Regions from separate parts of the Arachis hypogaea genome. Here region 2 is linked to region 1. Evidence: chromatin contacts called from public Hi-C data. All regions are on one chromosome and are shown on one strand. Each heading gives the region's core, a stretch centred on a gene start, on an enhancer-like site or on the middle of the called end of the contact. The rest is flanking DNA. Distances are from core to core; before and after follow the strand shown.

What was found. A called contact is a pair of places that touch in the nucleus more often than the background predicts.
Region 2: a contact with region 1 is called in a Hi-C map of leaf, with 2.7 times the contacts expected there. The contact joins the promoter of LOC112711049 here to the promoter of LOC112711044 in region 1. A contact is called at or near these places in 2 of 8 Hi-C or Micro-C datasets (both in leaf).

The regions. Positions count from the first base shown.
Region 1 is chr9:73,424,614-73,428,612 of arahy.Tifrunner.gnm2.J5K5, reverse strand. It overlaps LOC112711044 (protein HLB1), which reads right to left and starts at 2,224. Exons shown (of 14, transcript XM_025763584.3): 1 at 1,637-2,224; 2 at 1,139-1,270; 3 at 887-956; 4 at 227-340. The coding sequence starts at 1,989.
Region 2 is chr9:73,877,333-73,881,331 of arahy.Tifrunner.gnm2.J5K5, reverse strand. It overlaps LOC112711049 (serine/threonine-protein kinase BLUS1), which reads right to left and starts at 1,881. Exons shown (of 20, transcript XM_025763593.3): 1 at 624-1,881; 2 at 407-451; 3 at 1-53. The coding sequence starts at 1,180.

The DNA.
Region 1 (3,999 bases), core at 975-3,474:
GATCCTTGGAATAACAGGCCAATAGTTGAGTCTGTGTGACCTCAAGATAACATGTCCAAGCAGTGGAATCAGCCAAAATGCTATATAGTGAAAGTTATTGAGTACCAAGCCTATGTTATTGATATTAGCTCCCCCCCCAAAAAAAAAGTTTGTTTTCTCTTCCTGGGCACAACCCAAATAAAAAGTCATTTGTTAGGATTCCACAGGAAAGGATACCCTTACATACATCATGTAGTGTGGGGCATAGGCAAGTGGCCTCATCATATTTTTTACAAGCTTCCTCGAGTAAAGCATCTTTGGAAGGTGAAGTGGAATCTGGACTAACATTATCTGCACTTTCCTGCATGACAACATAACAAAGATTGAGAGGACAGTTTAAGAAATAAAGCTCACATCTGCTGGCACTTGGAAAAATGGTAATTGATATCCATGTATTTCTAACATACAACACATATGAAGCTGCAATTGCAATCCCATTTCATGAGGATATGCAAAATGCATATTTCAATCAGATTAAAGCATGGAATGTCAATGCACACTTATATACCATGTAATGCTGGCACTTGGAAAAATGGTAATCGATATCCATGTATTTCTAACATACAACACATATGAAGCTGCAATTGCAATCCCATTTCATGAGGATATGCAAAATGCATATTTCAATCAGATTAAAGCATGGAATGTCAATGCACACTTATATACCATGTAATGTGATAGAATAATTTGTACTGAATGCTTCAATCACATTAAAAGCATATAATCTAACCTAAAATGAAGAGTAAAATTAAAATCAAGCCAAGAGCAAACAGAAATTCAATAAGTGATTCAAAAAACAGCTGACTTTGATTTTACAACAACAATAAATCAAGACAGCTGTTCAGACCTGAAGCACCAATGCCCAATTGTATAGTGCATCATAATCATCTGGATTCCTCTCAATTGCAGTAGCATACCTACAAAGTTCATGTAAGAAATTACAAGCTCATAAAGGTTTCCACAAGAAACATATAAAAATTGCAGTTTATGGCCATGAAGCTCCAAAAATTCTCAAAAAACGACAATGCAGGGTCCAAGTTTTGATAGAATTTCCCAATGTGATATTTTTTCATTGTATAGACGGGCAAAGTGACAATACCTCCTGGCAGCAAATGTGAGAATCCGTTGCCGCGATCGGCCCTCCTCGTCGGCACCTACAACACTGTTTATCAACTCCATTGCAGCGTTGTTCTGCTGTGTTTGCTGCTGCTGCTGCTGTTGACTCTGATGGCTGCAAATTTCCCAAATCATGCATTACAGATCACATTACATGTTGCGCAAGGTGAAACCACTCCCAAATTCAAACCCATTTCTATCATTCAGATTTACCACAACAATATATGAATAATAATTCAAATGACTACAAGCAGTTAGTTTAGGAGCTAAAAATGAGTAAATGCTCAAAAACTTCTTCTTCACGTATTTTCTATTTTGGACATCATATGTAGTTCTTCAACGTTGAAAATGTACGTATTTTCAAGTACTAATTCACGGTCGACAATTTTCAATCAAACATTCATCACTGCGAAATCGCTAAATAAATCGTAATTTACTCCATTTTCTCGATTTTTAATGTTCAGAGAGAGAGAGCGCTAACGTGCGGGGAGAATTGGAATCTTCTTTGTCAGGTTCGGACTCGTTCTTCAATCCGTTAAGCAATTCCCTCATTGTGAAGGTTCGGTTCCCTTCGTCTTTCCGAAGCTGAGGTTGCGCCGGAGGGTTGGCATCCACCGTGTGGTTGGAACGGATCGCGGTTTCACTGAGATCTGCATCATTGTTAACAGCTGGATCAGCTTCGGATCTAGGTTCTGGCTCTGATCGCGCTTGTGCTGCATGAACAGGCTCAGGATTCGATTGTGGCTCTGGCTGAGGATTGGGATTTTGGTCCGTTAGTGATTGGGGATTAGGCTCGGGTTGGACTCCGTTGTGGGATTCTTCTGGTTCGGGCATTTTGGGGTTTAAGCGAAGAGAGCTTTCGTGTGATCGCAGTCACAGGCACAGTTGAAGAACAGAGAGGGAAAGAGATAGGGGATTGGTGTGGTCAGAAGCAGAGGTTAGTGACAATGGAGAACGAATAAACACAAGACTGAGGAGGACGACGATATTTTAACTTTTATCTAATTTAATTTAACATTTTCTATAGAAACTTTCATCTAATCTATGTTATTTTCCCTCCAAGTCAGATGAGGTGTATGGTAAAATTAACTATTATATTTTTATGTTATACAGACATAATTTTTAAAAATTGAAAAATTAATTTCCTTTTTTTGGGTGTGTTTAAATTCAGCTCAAGTATGGTTTAAGAAGGATTCCAAGACTCAATTTGTACGATGATAGAGGCAAATTAATTGGCATTAGGATGGGGAAGTGAAAAAAACATGAAATTGCGCCATCTTCATCGCGCAGAACTCCTGCACGTCATGAAATTTCTCTACGGAAGCGTCCTCGGCTTTCCTCCCTACAGAACTCGCCAGGTTATAAAAATGGTGGCACAACGGAAGAAACCTTAGTAGATGGAAGCATGACAGATACAGTATTAGGGGTCCGAAAGTGGTAATTATTGAGGATCAGAGTATGCCAGTACTGCAGGACAAACCACCTATTGAGGTTGGTGATTCTATTTATAGTTTATGTTCTTATTTATTCTGTCCCTATTATTTATGGAAGTTTAAATATGTTTGTCTGGAATATTATGGGTGTTTCTAATAAGTTAGCCCGGGCGCATTGTAAGGAACTTGTTAGAAAATTTAGACCTTTTTTTATTGTGGTTGAAACACACTCTCCTTTTCAGCATTTAAAATTGTTTTGGGAAAGGTTGGGGTATCACTCTATTGGTATAGTAGAAGTAGAGGAGCATAGGGGAGGTATTTGGTTTCTATCCTCTATGAAGGGTGTTTGTTGTAAGTTCATTGATACTTTTGATCAGGGTGTTACTGTTGAGGTTCAATTTGATACTTTAATTTGGAGGTGTAATGGTATTTATGGCAGTCCTCAATTTAATAAAAGGGTTCTCCTTTGGGATTATCTTGTTGCACAATCCATGATTTTTCAAGGACCTTGGATCGTTCTTGGTGATTTTAATGAAGTCAAATTTTCTCATGAATCTAAGGGTTGTCAATTTTCTCATCAAAGAGCAGACATGTTTGCTACTTCATTAGGGGATAGTGGTTTGTTTGATCTGAAGACTATTGGGAGGTAATTTTCTTGGTACAGGAGGGTGAAAAATTATGTTGACGTGGCAAAAAAGCTTAATCGAGTCTGTATAAATAGTAGTTGGTTATCTATCTTTTCAGAGGCTTATGCAGAAGTTTTAAATAGTCTTCAATCTGATCATTGCCCTATTCTGGTGCGTTGTAAAGGTCATCCTCAACCTAAAGGGAATCGACTTTTCTGATTTGTTGCTGCTTGGGCTACTCATCCTGGGTATAGGGATATTGTGAATCAGTCATGGTGGTTTGGTAATAGAGGAATTCATGGCAAGCTTTTGAAAGTACAGAAGAATTCACTAGAGTTTAACTCGAAAGTATTTGGTAACATTTTTGTTAAGAAATGTGAATTAGAGTAGCAGATTAATTATTTACAAAAGCGTTTGGAAGTGGTGGATAGTATTTATTTGCGTCAGAAAGAGCAACAGTTGCTTGATGATTATAATAATACTTTAGTGCAAGAAGAACTTCTATGGTTTCAAAAGTCCAGAAAGCAGTGGGTAAGGTTTGGGGATAGGAATACAAGATTCTTTCATATTCAAACTCTTGTGCGAAGGAAGCATAATAAGATTCATGGCCTTTTTCTCAAGGATGGAGTGTGGGAAACTGATCTAGAGGTTCTGAGTCAAGAAGCAGAGTCTTTCTATAAAAGCTTATTCTGTCGTTTGGATGATGTTAATTTGGGTTGCCTTGGTGATGTGCCTCTTCCTTCTCTGAATGAGGAAGATTGCAATAATCTTATGGCACCAGTTAC
Region 2 (3,999 bases), core at 632-3,131, 450 kb before region 1:
CATGACCATGAGCCAGCTCAAGAGCCATAATCCCAAAAGACCATATATCAGCCCTGTCAAACATTCCATTCACACGTTTTAAAAGGGGAAAAAATCTTGCAAAGCTCGAAGGCATGTAAGGATAGGTTTAGTAGTGCTCTAACTTATGAAAGAATGAACAAATCTTTTCTATTCGGTAAATAAAAAATTGTGCGTTTTCGCTTCTGGCTTTTAGATGCCAAAGTATGCTCATCATGAACAGCCGCAACAATGCCATGCCAAGCCAAGCCAAAGCCAAATTCTTGGCAGTTCAACCACCTTTTCCCACAATTATCCACAAACACAGCACACCAAGAATCAAAAGGAGGGGAAGGGGGGGAGATAAAAATTGTACGATGATCAATGATTAATCATTAAAGATACTCACTTGAAATTATAACCAGTTCCAGGCTGCAGCACCTCCGGTGCCATCCTACAAAGATAAACACATACCTATCAATCACATATCTATATACTCTGAGTAATAATATAGCACCCTAAACACCATCCTAATAACCAGTTGAAATCTTGAAAAGCAATCAATTCTTCTCTGGCTTAAATAAATGAAACAATTAAAAACAGAAAATAGAATTGAGAAATCAAACCAGCAAGGAGTTCCAACAAAAGTGTTCCTGGAACGCTGCCTATCGCCGGCATCAAACATGCAAGCAGAAACACCGAAATCAGCAAGTTTGATATCGCCATTGGAATCCAAAAGTATGTTCCCAGCCTTAACATCGCGGTGGATGTGGCCATGGCGGTGGAGGTAGTCAAGAGCCTTGAGTGTCTCCTTGAGTACGGATCCAATGGCATCTTCTTCGAAGCCGTCGGGGTATGCGACCTTCATGAGGTGGAGGCAGGAGCCTTGGTCCATAAACGGCATAACCACCCAGAGACTACGGTCGACGACGAAGGAGCAGATGGCGCGGACGACGTTGGGGTGATCGATGAGGCTCATGGTCTGAGCCTCTCGCCGTATGTCGTCGAAGTTGCTGTTGCATCGGTCCAGATCCAGGACCTTCACGGCGACTTGCTCGTTCGAGGGGATGTGAACGGCGTGGTAGACGGTTGCGCTAGCGCCGAATCCGACTTCTTCTAGAAGCTTGTAGTCCCGCGGGTTCGCCGAGAAGCTTCTAGAATAATAGGAAGAAGAAGAGGTCATGTTTGTTTTGTTATTGTTGGTGATGGATGGATGAATGAAATTAGAGAGGAAGAGAGGGGATCTGCTTAGGTTGGTCAGACTGTGGGTTGAGCAGTGTTGACCCGCATCTCGATGAAGATTATTGGAACTCGAAAGAAAGAGAATTGACTTTTGTGGTGTGTTTGGGAGTTTGAAATGATTCTTTGTTGCAAGAATAGGTTGGTGCTTGTTCCTGCGATTTAGGGAGCTGTGTGGGAGAGAGAGGGAGAGGAGAGAGGGTTTGTCTGGTGGTGTGCCGGCCTAGGAGAGGGAGAAGGGAGAGAGGAAGTACAACACACGCTCTCATACTATCGACTGGTCTTCTCTAGCTGCTGACGTGTCCCATGTTCCTGCTTTGGGCTTCATCTTGTCCCTCCATGTACTTGTACTGTTCGTTTCACTTCGCACCGGTTCGCTTTCCCTGCCCTCTTTCCTTCTCAGTTCTCACTCCTCTCCTTTCCTCTCCGGATTTTTTTTAAATAAATAAAAAAATATTATATTTACTCTTTTAAATTTTATAAGCGTGGGATCAAATAAGGAAATAATAACTCTTGCTCTCATGAGTGAAGGTGTGACGGGAGCGAGGGTTCGAGGGTGAAACACAAAAGCATAGATGGTATTGCGGGAGGAAGTGATAAAGGAAAGAGTGAGGTTAGGTTTGTATTAGGAGATTTGGAAAATTTCTTTCATGAAAAAAGTTTGAAGCCGATTAAGGTCTTTTTTAGAGATAAAATTATGGATACAAAGACGACTAAGACTTTGAAATTGAGAGGAAGGTTTGGTAGACATGACGAAAAAATAAGGCAACTCTCTGCTATATTTATTGTTACCTTTTTTAAGAAAGGGAAGAGTTGTCTGGCAGAATTCTATAGAAAGATTATAGTGATCAAAGTTTTGAATAAACGATATAGTTATATTGCTCTTTCTCATAAACTTAGAGTGGTTTGGCGTAATAAGGGTGGTTTTGAATTATTAGACGGGAGGTCGGATATTTCTTGGACAAAGTCATGCTAGGGTCCTTGGTTGATCGAAGGACCTTATGTGGCGGTAAAATCATAGGATGAAGAATCTCGTTTTTGTGAACGATCTTTTGATTCAACTTTGATATGGATTAGAGTTTCAGGCCTTTCGATTTAGTGTTACTAGAAACAAGCAATGTTTCGTATCGTGGTTGCAATAGAAAATCTGATTAAAGTTGATTTGGCTACCAAAATGACAAAAAGAGAAAGATATGTCTATATTTATGTCCAGATTAATTTGGATTTACAAGTGGTTAAGAAGATCATTGTGAAGTACGAGAGTCTAAATTTAATATGTGAGTCATGTGCAAAGTTTGGCCATGATATGATGGCGTGCAAGGCAAAGAGTAGAACGGTGACGGAGGTTGGCGTGACTAATGTCAAGACGGAGTAAACTGTTCCACAACAGCCGGCAAGTTCAAATTCAAAAAAATCGGGGCATGTTGAAAAAGAAAATTTTTAATTTGGCAAAAATCTTGGAAGAGAACACGTAACTAAAGCTACCCCGATAGTTGAGACAAATGTTATACATGATAATAACGTGGAAACTTCACAAGCAGAAAAGATGGATGGTTTGACACAAATGCTATGTAAAGGTAAATTTCATGTGGGTCTAAAGTCCAAAAAGCAAGCCCAATCTAAGGGACCTTCTTTCCATCATCATGATCTCATTTCAAGCCCAAATCCAAATACTCTCGTGTGGATGTGTCCAAGAGCAAGGGAACTTGGGGTTTTCATAAAAGGAAATAAGAGAATATGATCCAAGGCCAAGTGAGCAATCAAAAACAGGGAGAGGTTGCAAACCATTCCTATCGCGAGCGACAAAAACCACTTTCCTTACAAAATTCATCAGTAGAAAAAGATGGCAGAGAAACGGTGGCTACGACGTCAGAGGCCAGAAAGCAATGGTTGTGGGTGGCCAAGAGAAGGAAACTTTAAACGAAAAGTCCAAATCATCAACATGTCTGCCGTTTTAGAAACCCTATTTAGTTCTTCTTTCTTTTGGGGATGTTTTTTATGGATAGTCTTAATATCATTATTTGGAACATTATGGGTGCATTTAATTAGATGGCTCGGGTGCATTGTAGAGAATTAGTAAGAAAATTTTCTCATACTTTTTTTATTAATGGTAAAATTCATTCTTATTTTCGTAATCTGAAGTTCTTTTGGGAGTATCTTAGATATTCTCCAGTTGGTATAGGGGAAGCTGTGGGTCACAAGGGAGAGATTTGGTTTCTTTCTTTCTTGTCGGGAATTCGCTACACCGTAATTGATGTCTTTAATCAGTGTTTAAGTTCAGTTGAAAAATTTGTCTTGGCGGTGTAGTGGAATTTATGGAAGCCCTCAATTTCAAAATAGATTTCTTCTTTGGGATCACTTTATCATGCAGTCTTTAGCATATCAAGGGCCCTGGCTTTTGCTTGGAGATTTTAACGAAGTTCTTTTTTCCCATGAGATTAAAGGGGGCCAATTCTCTAGCCAAAGAAGCTAATAGATTTATAACCACGCTGGGTGATTACGGATTATTTGATCTTAAGATGATTGGGAGGAGATTCTCATGGTATCGCCGAATTCAAAATAATATAGAAGTAGCGAAGAAGCTTGACAGAGTTGTCACAAATCGTGATTGACTATCGTTGTTCCCGGAGGCTTACTATGTGATACATGCTCGGAAAGACAATAGGGGCATTTTAAGACAAAATGGTAGAATGGGAATTTCACATTTCCAGAGAGCCCCATCACTAGAGCACGTGCAAAGAATCTCAAGGAGAGCTTTAGGAA